Linked DNA regions of Mus musculus: region 1 is linked to region 2. A link is a contact called in public Hi-C data. All regions are on one chromosome and are shown on one strand. Each heading gives the region's core, a stretch centred on a gene start, on an enhancer-like site or on the middle of the called end of the contact. The rest is flanking DNA. Distances are from core to core; before and after follow the strand shown. Region 1 overlaps Cpeb4 (cytoplasmic polyadenylation element binding protein 4). Region 2 has its middle 18 kb from the start of Gm39674.

What was found. A called contact is a pair of places that touch in the nucleus more often than the background predicts.
Region 1: a contact with region 2 is called in a Hi-C map of liver, with 3 times the contacts expected there. The contact joins two enhancer-like sites. A contact is called at or near these places in 2 of 484 Hi-C or Micro-C datasets (forebrain and liver) and 2 of 115 datasets of contacts at active chromatin or transcription factors (astrocytes and neural progenitor cells).

What each region holds. Positions count from the first base shown.
Region 1 is chr11:31,905,949-31,910,697 of GRCm38.p6, forward strand. It overlaps Cpeb4 (cytoplasmic polyadenylation element binding protein 4), which reads left to right. Exons shown (of 10, transcript NM_026252.4): 3 at 2,877-2,927. Among named protein-coding and RNA genes, the nearest start is that of Cpeb4, 37 kb to the left of the region's middle. Within about 2 kb of position 1,948, at least 38 of the 459 cell types and tissues checked have an H3K27ac peak or open chromatin away from gene starts, as enhancers often do. A contact at or near this core is called in astrocytes, forebrain, liver and 1 more, where this site is marked.
Region 2 is chr11:31,767,244-31,771,955 of GRCm38.p6, forward strand. No RefSeq gene overlaps it. Among named protein-coding and RNA genes, the nearest start is that of Gm39674, 18 kb to the left of the region's middle. Within about 2 kb of position 3,333, at least 105 of the 459 cell types and tissues checked have an H3K27ac peak or open chromatin away from gene starts, as enhancers often do. A contact at or near this core is called in astrocytes, forebrain, liver and 1 more, where this site is marked.

The DNA of each region.
Region 1 (4,749 bases), core at 698-3,197, 140 kb after region 2:
AGAAATCTTAGGATAGTGAAACTACTGTGATTCAGTATCAATAGGTGTATGTGGTTGCATATTGTTATACATTTCTCTGAACAGTAAGAATGAAAGTAATGTGATCTGTGATTTTTTTTTTTGGTATTAATAAAATGCTTATTTAGATTCATCACTTAAAACAAATGTACGACTCTGGAACTAACTTTTGCTATGAATTAAAAAAAAAAAAAAGAACTGTTTAGATAGGAAGATAGGTACCAAGACACATTAACATGATAGCCAGTCTTTGGCTAGGAGCATGCAATGAATCCCACTGTGGATCTATGGGATGGGCGAGTCAGGATCTTAGTCACTGAATAGGAAAGGGAAGACAATGAGCAGTATTGGCATCCAGAGGGCAAAGAAGACAGAAGGCACAAAAAGACACTAGGGGTAGCTTGTAGAAGGTTCAGGTCCTCCATAGTATGATGGCACTTTAGGAGAATTTCCAGAGAAGGAGAGATAGTACCCATAATTATGAATGACTTTTTAGATTTGTTATATATTTATTATAGAAAGAATTTACAGAATTGGAAAATACTGTGAAACTTTTTTTAAAAAAATCTTTTAATGTCACTGCTGATTCTTTAAAAGTAGAGGGAGAATTCTTGATTGTTTTAGTAGGATATCACATGCATAGTATATGGGCCTCTCAGGATCAAAGCAGATGCTCTCCTAGCAGTAAACCTTATCAGAAGGCAAGTTAAAGCTGTTAAAGGCTCACAGGCAGTGTTCCAGCTGGGACTATGCTGACAGTGGCAAAAAGTGTCATGTTGTATCTTGGGTGCAAAGTAGAAGGCTAAGGAGCAGATCAGCTGTGAAATGTCACTCACCTAAAAGTAGGCACATACCTGAGCTGAGCCAAATTTTTGTGTCTGTGAAGTCAAAATATTTCTCTGTCCTCCAAAAATACCCAGAAGACATGTTTCTGGTAAATTTGAACTTTGTTCAACTGGGCCAGGCAGTATGGTAATCTGTCACTTGGATTCCCATTGTTGTTTGTAGCCTTTCTTAGCCCAAAATAAGAGACGTTCTGGTTCATGTGGAACAACCCCAGCTTTGACTACAGTGTCAGCTCCAAAGAAATTAGAGCATGTCCTCAGAATTACAAAGACAACTCTTCTCAGCTCTTAATTTTAATCAATATAAATGCTTTTATTTATGTGTTGTCTTCTTAGTTCATATTTTTAAAAAATGTTTGATGATGAAAGAAAGTGGTTTTAATAGCTCCTGTTAACTCATTTCCTTAGAGGATTACATAGCAACAAAATCTAGACATGTTTCATTAAAGAAAACAGGTGAGGTTTAATGGTTCATGTCATGCTCCTGTTTCACGCATCTCAGATCTTTTTTTTTTAAGTATGTTGTGACAGGAGTAGAATCCAAGCTGTAGTTAAATCAGCTCCAGTAGCATTTACCAGAGTTGAGTACTTGATCTGCACATCAACAGTAAAGAAACAAAACAATATTTAGTCAGAAATTGAAGTATCAAAATCAGGTTTCACTTTTTCCTTAGCTCCATTTCTCCACTCATTCCCTAAATAGCAACAAGCTTAAATCATAATGAGAGCAGCTAATTTTATCTTGGAAAGCCCCTTTATTTGATTTTAAATTGGTTGCAAAGTTTAACCAGTTGTGGTGTTGGATATAGGTTAGTTACAGATTCTTCTCTTTTTGTGACATGGGGCATTTCTGTGAGTTCCTTTCCAAGGCAAGAGTCTCACATTGAAACTTCCTTCTGAAGACTTGTTTGTCCATGGTGTTGGAGTGGTGGGACCACATTAGCTCTGGTTCCCAGAGTGTTCTCTGAATTGAGTAGAGACTTGCTGGCAGTTAGAGAAGGCTTGGCAGAGTCTCTGCCTCTTCTCTGCTTTTCCACAGCCCATAAGCCTCACTGCTCCGTGAGGCCAGAGCTCAGTGCTATTTCCTAAAGGGACCTTTGTACTTCAGAGTCAATTAGATATTGGCAGCTACTCCTGATCATTGTAGAGAGTTAGCAGCCAGGTTTTTCAGCCTTTGCTGAACATGCTGAGGGCTCTCCACCATTTTTTTGAAGATTGGTAAAAATGGGTACATGGGGTATGGAGGCTTAAAAACGTTGCCACAACAATATTTATTTTGTAACTTATTGTGTACACAATGGGTATTCAGTGAGGATTTGTGGTCTAGATAGCTCACTTTACATATAGAGGTACTTCAAAAAACAAAAATACAGTTTCTTAACGGCACAGAAATTCCCTGGCCTTCCCTGCCCGGGCGAGAAGTTCTTCCAGCACCTTGAGAGCTTTCACAGCTCTGTTTTGGGAATAGCTTGAATAGTGATTTTAGTTTCAAAATTTATGAACCATTTCAAACTTGGAAGTTAAGTGAATATTCACTTTGCATGGCCCAAAACCCAAATTCAAAGCCTCCTACACGCCTTTACCTGTGAAAGCCTTTTTCCTAAGGAAAAAGCCACATAGGAAAATTTGTGGTTAAGTGCATCCTTTAAAAAAAGTAACAACCAACACAAAATGAAAAATATTTCATACTTACAGGGCATACATATGGTGTAGAGGAGCATATTTTGGGTGGTGATTTGGAAACAACAATGACCTTACTACTTAGCTAGTTCTTATGTTTGAGTAACTAAATTTGAGAGACACTTTATCACCTTCAGACTTCCCCTTTGGTACATCGATGCTTGGCACATCCTCTGATTAGCTATGTTCCTTAGAACAACAAATTCATGTCCCATAATGGAGATTTGTAAATATTTTGCATATTAGAAGCCACCAACTCCGCTCTGTTATTGAATAAGTTTAAACTATCTATGAAAAAAAAATTAGTAACAAACGGCCTTCTTTTACCTTCAGGTCGTCTAAACTATTCATACCCAGGATCCGATAGTTCTCTGCTTATTAATGGTAAGTGATAATTGATTTACCTTAGTGAAGTGCACAGACCTGAAATGAGTATTAGGCTAAGAAAATATAGTATTTGTGCTTCAACAAGTGCAAAAGTGGCACTCATTTGCTCTGCAGTGACATTTATTGATTGCTGTTACTCACCTATTTTAACAATAACTTTTGTCCCTCAAAATTGTGATAGAAACTTTTCTCTAAAAATATTGTGAGCCACTTGATTCTCCATTCTGAAATTAATGAAGAGAGTGAGTGTAAATCCCATGACAGCCCACCATCATCAAATACTAGTTAGCTTCTGTAGAGCAAATGAAAAGAGAAGGTAACCAGAAACTTAGAACCTGAAAGAGGCAGCCCAAGAAACACAGTATTTTATGTTCCAAAGAGAAGGTCATGTATTATTTACCATCAAGGAGAGCATGAAGAAAGATGTATTAGCCTTTGTAGTTCTTCCATAGTCTCCTTCCCTGACCCAAACACTAGTAATGTGCCCACAAATCCTGTTTATGTGTGCATGCCAGAAAAAAGCTAAAGGTCACAGGGAAGGCAACTACTCACAGAATTAAAGAACTTTAAAGTGCATAGATATTTTTGGTATCACAGTTTAGAATAAATAGATAGAATATAGAAATCTTTTTTTCTTTTTATTTGCTAATTGTGTGTGTGTGTGTGTGTGTGTGTGTGTGTGTGTGTGTGTGTGTGTGTGTGTAGTTAAGATTTATTATGTGTATTTGTCTGGATATATGTCTCATGTGTGTGGGTTCCTGTGGAAGCTAGAAAAGGCATTGGATTCTTTGGAGCTGAAGTTATAGGCTGTTGTGAGCTGCTGTGTAGGTTCTGGGAACTGAACTCAGGTCCTCTGAAAGAGCAGGAATCACCCTTAACCACTGAGCCATAGTTCCAGTTCCTGAGGTTTTTTTCCCCCAAATTTCTGATAATTCAAATCTCTGTTAATATCTCTGTCCAAGAATTATTTTTGCTGTATTCTCATCATTCATCAAGCAAACAGAAACAACAAAAAATACCTTGTCTGATTCACATGGTAACGAGTGGTTGAAAATAATTATTATAATTGGATCTCCTTTTGGTTACTACTTGAAAATGGTAACCTATGTAGAATATAGGTTTCTTAGCCACCCCCAAAAAATCAGCAAGAGAACAGATGAGTGAGAGGTGCCAAGCCCCACAACATTTCTGGAAGCTATGTAGTGCATTAAAACTTCACTCTTTGATCAAAGTCAGGTCTCCTTATGCTCAGTGCCAGAAATTTATCATCATTGTTACTGTCATCAAGATTTTCATCATCATCTATAAAATAATGCTACTGTACTATTCTAGCAGGAACAATAATAATATACTCATAATATAATATAGCAGGCACAAAAGTATCTACATTAAAACCTACCAACCTACCACCTAATGGTGATGGCGTAAGGAGGACATCCCGTCGTCCACAGAGCAAGGTTTACCTTTTCCTATAAACTAGATCCAGACTCAAGTCCAAGTACTGGAAATTACAGTGAGTTGAGATTTGGGATATGACTGAATGATCCCAGGCAAAATATTCATCTTTTATTTGTGTTACTTCATGAAGTTGTTTAGTTGGATCAGTTGCCTCTGGGATTCATCTTTGTGAAGTGTGAAAAACTCTCTAGTAGCTTTTCCTTAAAGATCAACACATTTAAATTTTAAAAATTCTTTTGTTATACCTTTCTTTTTTCTATTAATATTTATTTTTTATGAATAGTTAATTTTCAGTGACTCTTATTTGGCAAAAGGGAAAATAATAAGGATAAGCTTTTCCCCCAAGTATTTATGTTTTGAA
Region 2 (4,712 bases), core at 2,083-4,582:
CGTTGCCTTCATTTTTTCAGATGAAGAAACAGAGGCACAGACAGGGAAAGGAACTTGCCTAAGGTTTCATAAATTATAGTTTACTAAGGCAGCGTCTACTCAGAGAGTGAGGGATGATAACCCCCAATTTACTAGGTCCTTGAAAGAAAACTTGCCCCTTTCCTCTGCATCCTCCTTCCCTCCCGTCCTTATGGACAAGAGGGTAGGTACCTGTAACACTTCCCTTCTTTCTTCCCTCCCTCCCGCCTTCCTTCTGTCCTCCACCCCAATCTTGTAGGGGAACTGAGATAGCTTTAAGTCAATGTTTCTCAACCTATGGGTCTCAACCCCTCGGGGGCTGAATGTCTCTTTCACAAGGGTTGACTAGGAACATTGGAAAGCACAGATTTTTACATCACGAATAATAACCATAGCAATATTGCAGTTGTGGAGTAGCAATGAAAATAATTTTATGGTTGGGGGTCACCACAACATGAGGAACTGCATTAAAGGGTTGCAGCTTTAGGGAGGTTGAGAACCACTGGCCGTAAGTGAATGTGTGTTATTGACATGGCATGGCTTGCACATCTCATTCACACTGCTGTTGTTCTTTCCCTGGCTCTCACCGCACACTGAGCCAGAGCACCTTGTACCCTGTCACGTCTTATTTAGCATTTTTATGGGATCAAAACTTTGACCCAGGGAAGTGGAATGGCCCAGGGCCATACAAGGAGGGAGCCGCTGAGAAAACTGGTGGAAATCCCCAAGACAAGACAGCATGTGGTGCTCTGCAGGTGGTCAGTTCTCATCTCTCCACTCTGGGCCTAAACCCCCAGCCTGTGTTCTCAAAAGGAAAGCACTCCTCCCAGCGCCTGCCTCTGGCTTTCTGAGCTCTCTCATTCTACCCAGCTTCTCAGTAGACAGTTCCTGGCACGGCAAGTTCACTAGACACATTACCTTTTGTTACCCCTTGTCAAAGTGAGATGCTGAAGGTCACGTGGTCTAATTCAGTCTACAGCAGGGACTAGCAGACACTTCATCTTCTATCTGAACCCTGGCTCTGTTAGTTTCTCCATTGGGCATGCTCAAAGAGTGGCCATTAGTCAGTGAGAACTGCAAACGATGGGCACATCTGCTGCTGCTACCAAGGCAACCGAGTGTGGGCATCAAAGCACTTGGAGCTCTTTAGTGTTCTCCCACTGTGAATCTGCGGTTGTGTGTGTGAATCTGTGGTCATGTGTGTGGATGTGTCTGTGCATGTGTATGCATATGTGTGTGTGTTTATGTGTGTGCATGTGTATTCATGTGTGTGTGTTATACATATACCAGTGCCTATCTACGAATGCCAGAGGAGGATACCAAATGTCCTGGTCTGTCACTGCTGCCTTCTTCCTTTGAGCCAGGGATCTATACCTGAAACCAGAGTTAGGCTGACAACTGGCACCCCTCTGATTCTCCTTTCTCAGCCCCACACCGTGCTGCTGTTATAGGCACACAGCCACATTCACAGCCACGCCAAGTTTTCTTGCTTTTCACTTAGGTATTGGGATCTGAACTGAGGTCCTCATATTTGTGGATCCAATGCTCTTCTTAACCACAGAGGCATCAACCAGCTACTTGGTCTCATTTTGTAGGGGTGACATTCTAGGATCTAGAACCGAGACCTTGCATCCACATGGTCAGGTTTGGGATTCCAATGGACAGGGTCTGTGACAACTGCTACCAAGGAAATCGTGTGACTCCATCTTTCATACGTGCTACTCACAATATTTTAGGGTTTTGAGTGTTTCAGAACCCAAAGTTAGTTTGTGACCTCCAAATCTGTCATTTCCCTGAATTTGACCATGACTATTTTTTCCCCCAGGCAGGGTTTCTGTGTGTAGCCTCTGCTGTCCTGGAACTCACTCTGTGGACCAGGCTGGCCTCAAACTCAAAGAGATCCACCTGCCTCTGCCTCTTGAGTGCTGGAATTAAAGGTGTGTGCCACCACTGCCAGGCTTGACTATGACATTAAAGAAGAATTCTGAAGTCTCCAGCAGAACTTGCCTCTGTCCAATCAATCTACCACCCCCTGCCCAGCACCCTTCCAGTCCTGACCCCATTGCACTAAGCAATCCCCCAAACAGACGGCACCCCTCCAGCACACAGAAACCTCCTCAGCTTGTACAGTTGGACACTGCACCAAACTCTGGGGTGGGACACAGTTGGTTTCTACCTGCATTTCTTCCTCTTTTGTGTTGATATTCTGTTTCTTCTGGGAAATATGGCAGGTTGGAATGTTTTTTTCTAGTTCTCCAGTCTCTTATACTGGATAATGTGTTCAAACCACTCAATGTCCCATTGTCTCGACATCAATGGATTTATCTCTCATGACGCTGACATGGAGTTCATCATGGTCACCTGTGCAGCTTTCATTTCTGATGGGTATTTTGGTTTGGATTTCCTTTTTTTCTGATGGTGCTGGGGAATGAACTCAGGACGTTGCATGGACTAGGCAGACTAAGCTACAGCCCCAGCTGTATGGCTTCTTGTTGTTGTCATTTTTAAACTGACATTTACTGAGGGATATGGGGGGGGGGATGGGGATGGGAGGGGAGGGATGGTTCATCTGTGGAGGACAGAGTGGAGGACTAACTTGCAGGAGTCAATTCTTCCTTTCAACATGTCAGTCCCAAGGATGGAACTCACACCATCAGGGTTAGCAGCAAGCACCTTACCCAGTGGGTCACCCCATCGGCCTTGGTTTAGATCTTTCACATCCCCTCAAACCTCCTGTGTTGATGAGTTACTATCCAGCTGCTGGGCTATTGGGAAGTTGTGGGACTCTTAGGAGGTGAGACCTAGAGAATTTAAGACATTGGGGACAAGCCCTTTGGGGGGAATATTGCGATGTTGCCCCCCCTCTGTGTGTGTGTGTGTGTGTGTGTGTGTGTGTGTGTGTGTGTGTGTGTGTGTGTATGTTTTCTTCCTATCTTTCCTGAGGTACCTTGTCATCTTCTTCCATGTACCCTTGTCATCGTGATGTACTGGGCTGTCTCCCATGGGCCCTGGATGATAAGACCAAGCCACCCTGGGTTGTAGCTTCTGAAACCATGAGATAAAATGGAGTTTTCTCTTTTCAGGGTGGTTTTTTTTGGGGGGGGTGGCACTTGTCACAGAGATGGAAAGCTGAGTGGCACCATGAGGAAACACATTTGTTGTTCAAGCCAGAGAGAGCATGTGAAAGAGACCCACCCACATTTGACCTCATCCTGGAGCCCAGCCCAGTCCGTTTGGCTGGTGTAAGCATAAGAAATACAAACCCCTGCCAGCATAAACCTCTGAACCTAGAGCAGATGCCACCACTCAGTCCAGCCTGGTCCATTCCAGGCCTAGGCCCCTCCACACTGCTGTCCTGCTGGACTCTGACATTTCCTTTCTGTGCTCAGTGCCTGGTAAGCTAACAGCTGGCTACAGAGTTTCTCTGTGGCTAGTCTCAGATGCCCCGCCGCCTCTGCTGCCTCCCTCAGCTCAATTCCCAGTTTCCAGGAATAAATCTTTCATTAATTTGTCTTAAAATCCCACACTTTCCATTCCAAACCCTGGATGCACATGGATGAGCCTAATCCCTGAACAGACAAAATGAGGATTATAGTGTTGCAAGGCTGTTGTGAGGGAAATTAAATCACGGGGCATGGCTGGCCTGGCTGTGAGTTCCTGAGATCTGCGGAGAAGCTAGCTTTCCTGGCTGATCACATTACTGCTGACATTGAATGCAGAGGCAGACACACATAGAAGCACCCAGCAATGCCTGCAGATCGAAAGGCCCCGTGTTTATGCTTTCTTCCTTTGACATTTTGATACAGCAGAGTACAGCACCCAGTGCCATGGTGACAGCGACAGTCTCTATAAAAGTCTCCAGCCTGCTTTCAGCACACCTACGGATGCAGTGGGAGGTGGCACAGATCTGGACCAATAGAGAGAAGGCATGTTTAGCCTTGGCCTGGTTACAAAGAACATTTATTTTTCCTCTTTGAAATGGACCTTCCTGTCCCGATTCAGCACAGACCAGTGTTGTGCTAATGTGGGTCAATTTCCCATCAGCTCCTCGAAAGAGTGTTTTTCCAGTCTCTCCTGGGGCAAAGGAGAATCACAAACCAGATAAGGCCAGTCTCCACGTTCCACAAGGCCCACAGAGGGGACAGCACTTCAGGGGTGGGGGAACTCAAAACAAGTAATTCTTTAGATACTTCACCCGAGGCAGCATGGCTCTTGAAACCCTATGCCCGCTTTGTGCTGGCCCTTTTCTTTGTGAGCCTTGCCCCAGAAAGGCTGAGTAAAGGCCCTTGAAAGACACCACCAGTGAATCTGTCTGTGCCTTTAAGAGGGTCCTTGAGGAGGGACAGTTAGAGAATCAAGAAGCTGACAGCCAGATGGCACTCAACAGGATGACATGAATTAGGCAGAGACAGCCAGCCTGTGGGCCACCTGTCTTGTTGCCTCTGGCCAATAGCTACTGGTGGACTGGACTGTCTGACCTACAGGTCTCACTGTCACGGCAGTGAGAAACTGACTAAAGTCCTGAACTGAGACTCAGAGGCACCAGAACTAAAGCCTATGGAGTGAGGTGGCCTCATTTTGTACCTGTAGACCTGGCCAGCCTGTCTTGTCACCTCCCTTTGAGGCAGACCAGAGCTCTGGAGGTTGTGAATATCCAATTCATATGAACACATGACATATGCTAGTTTGTGTTT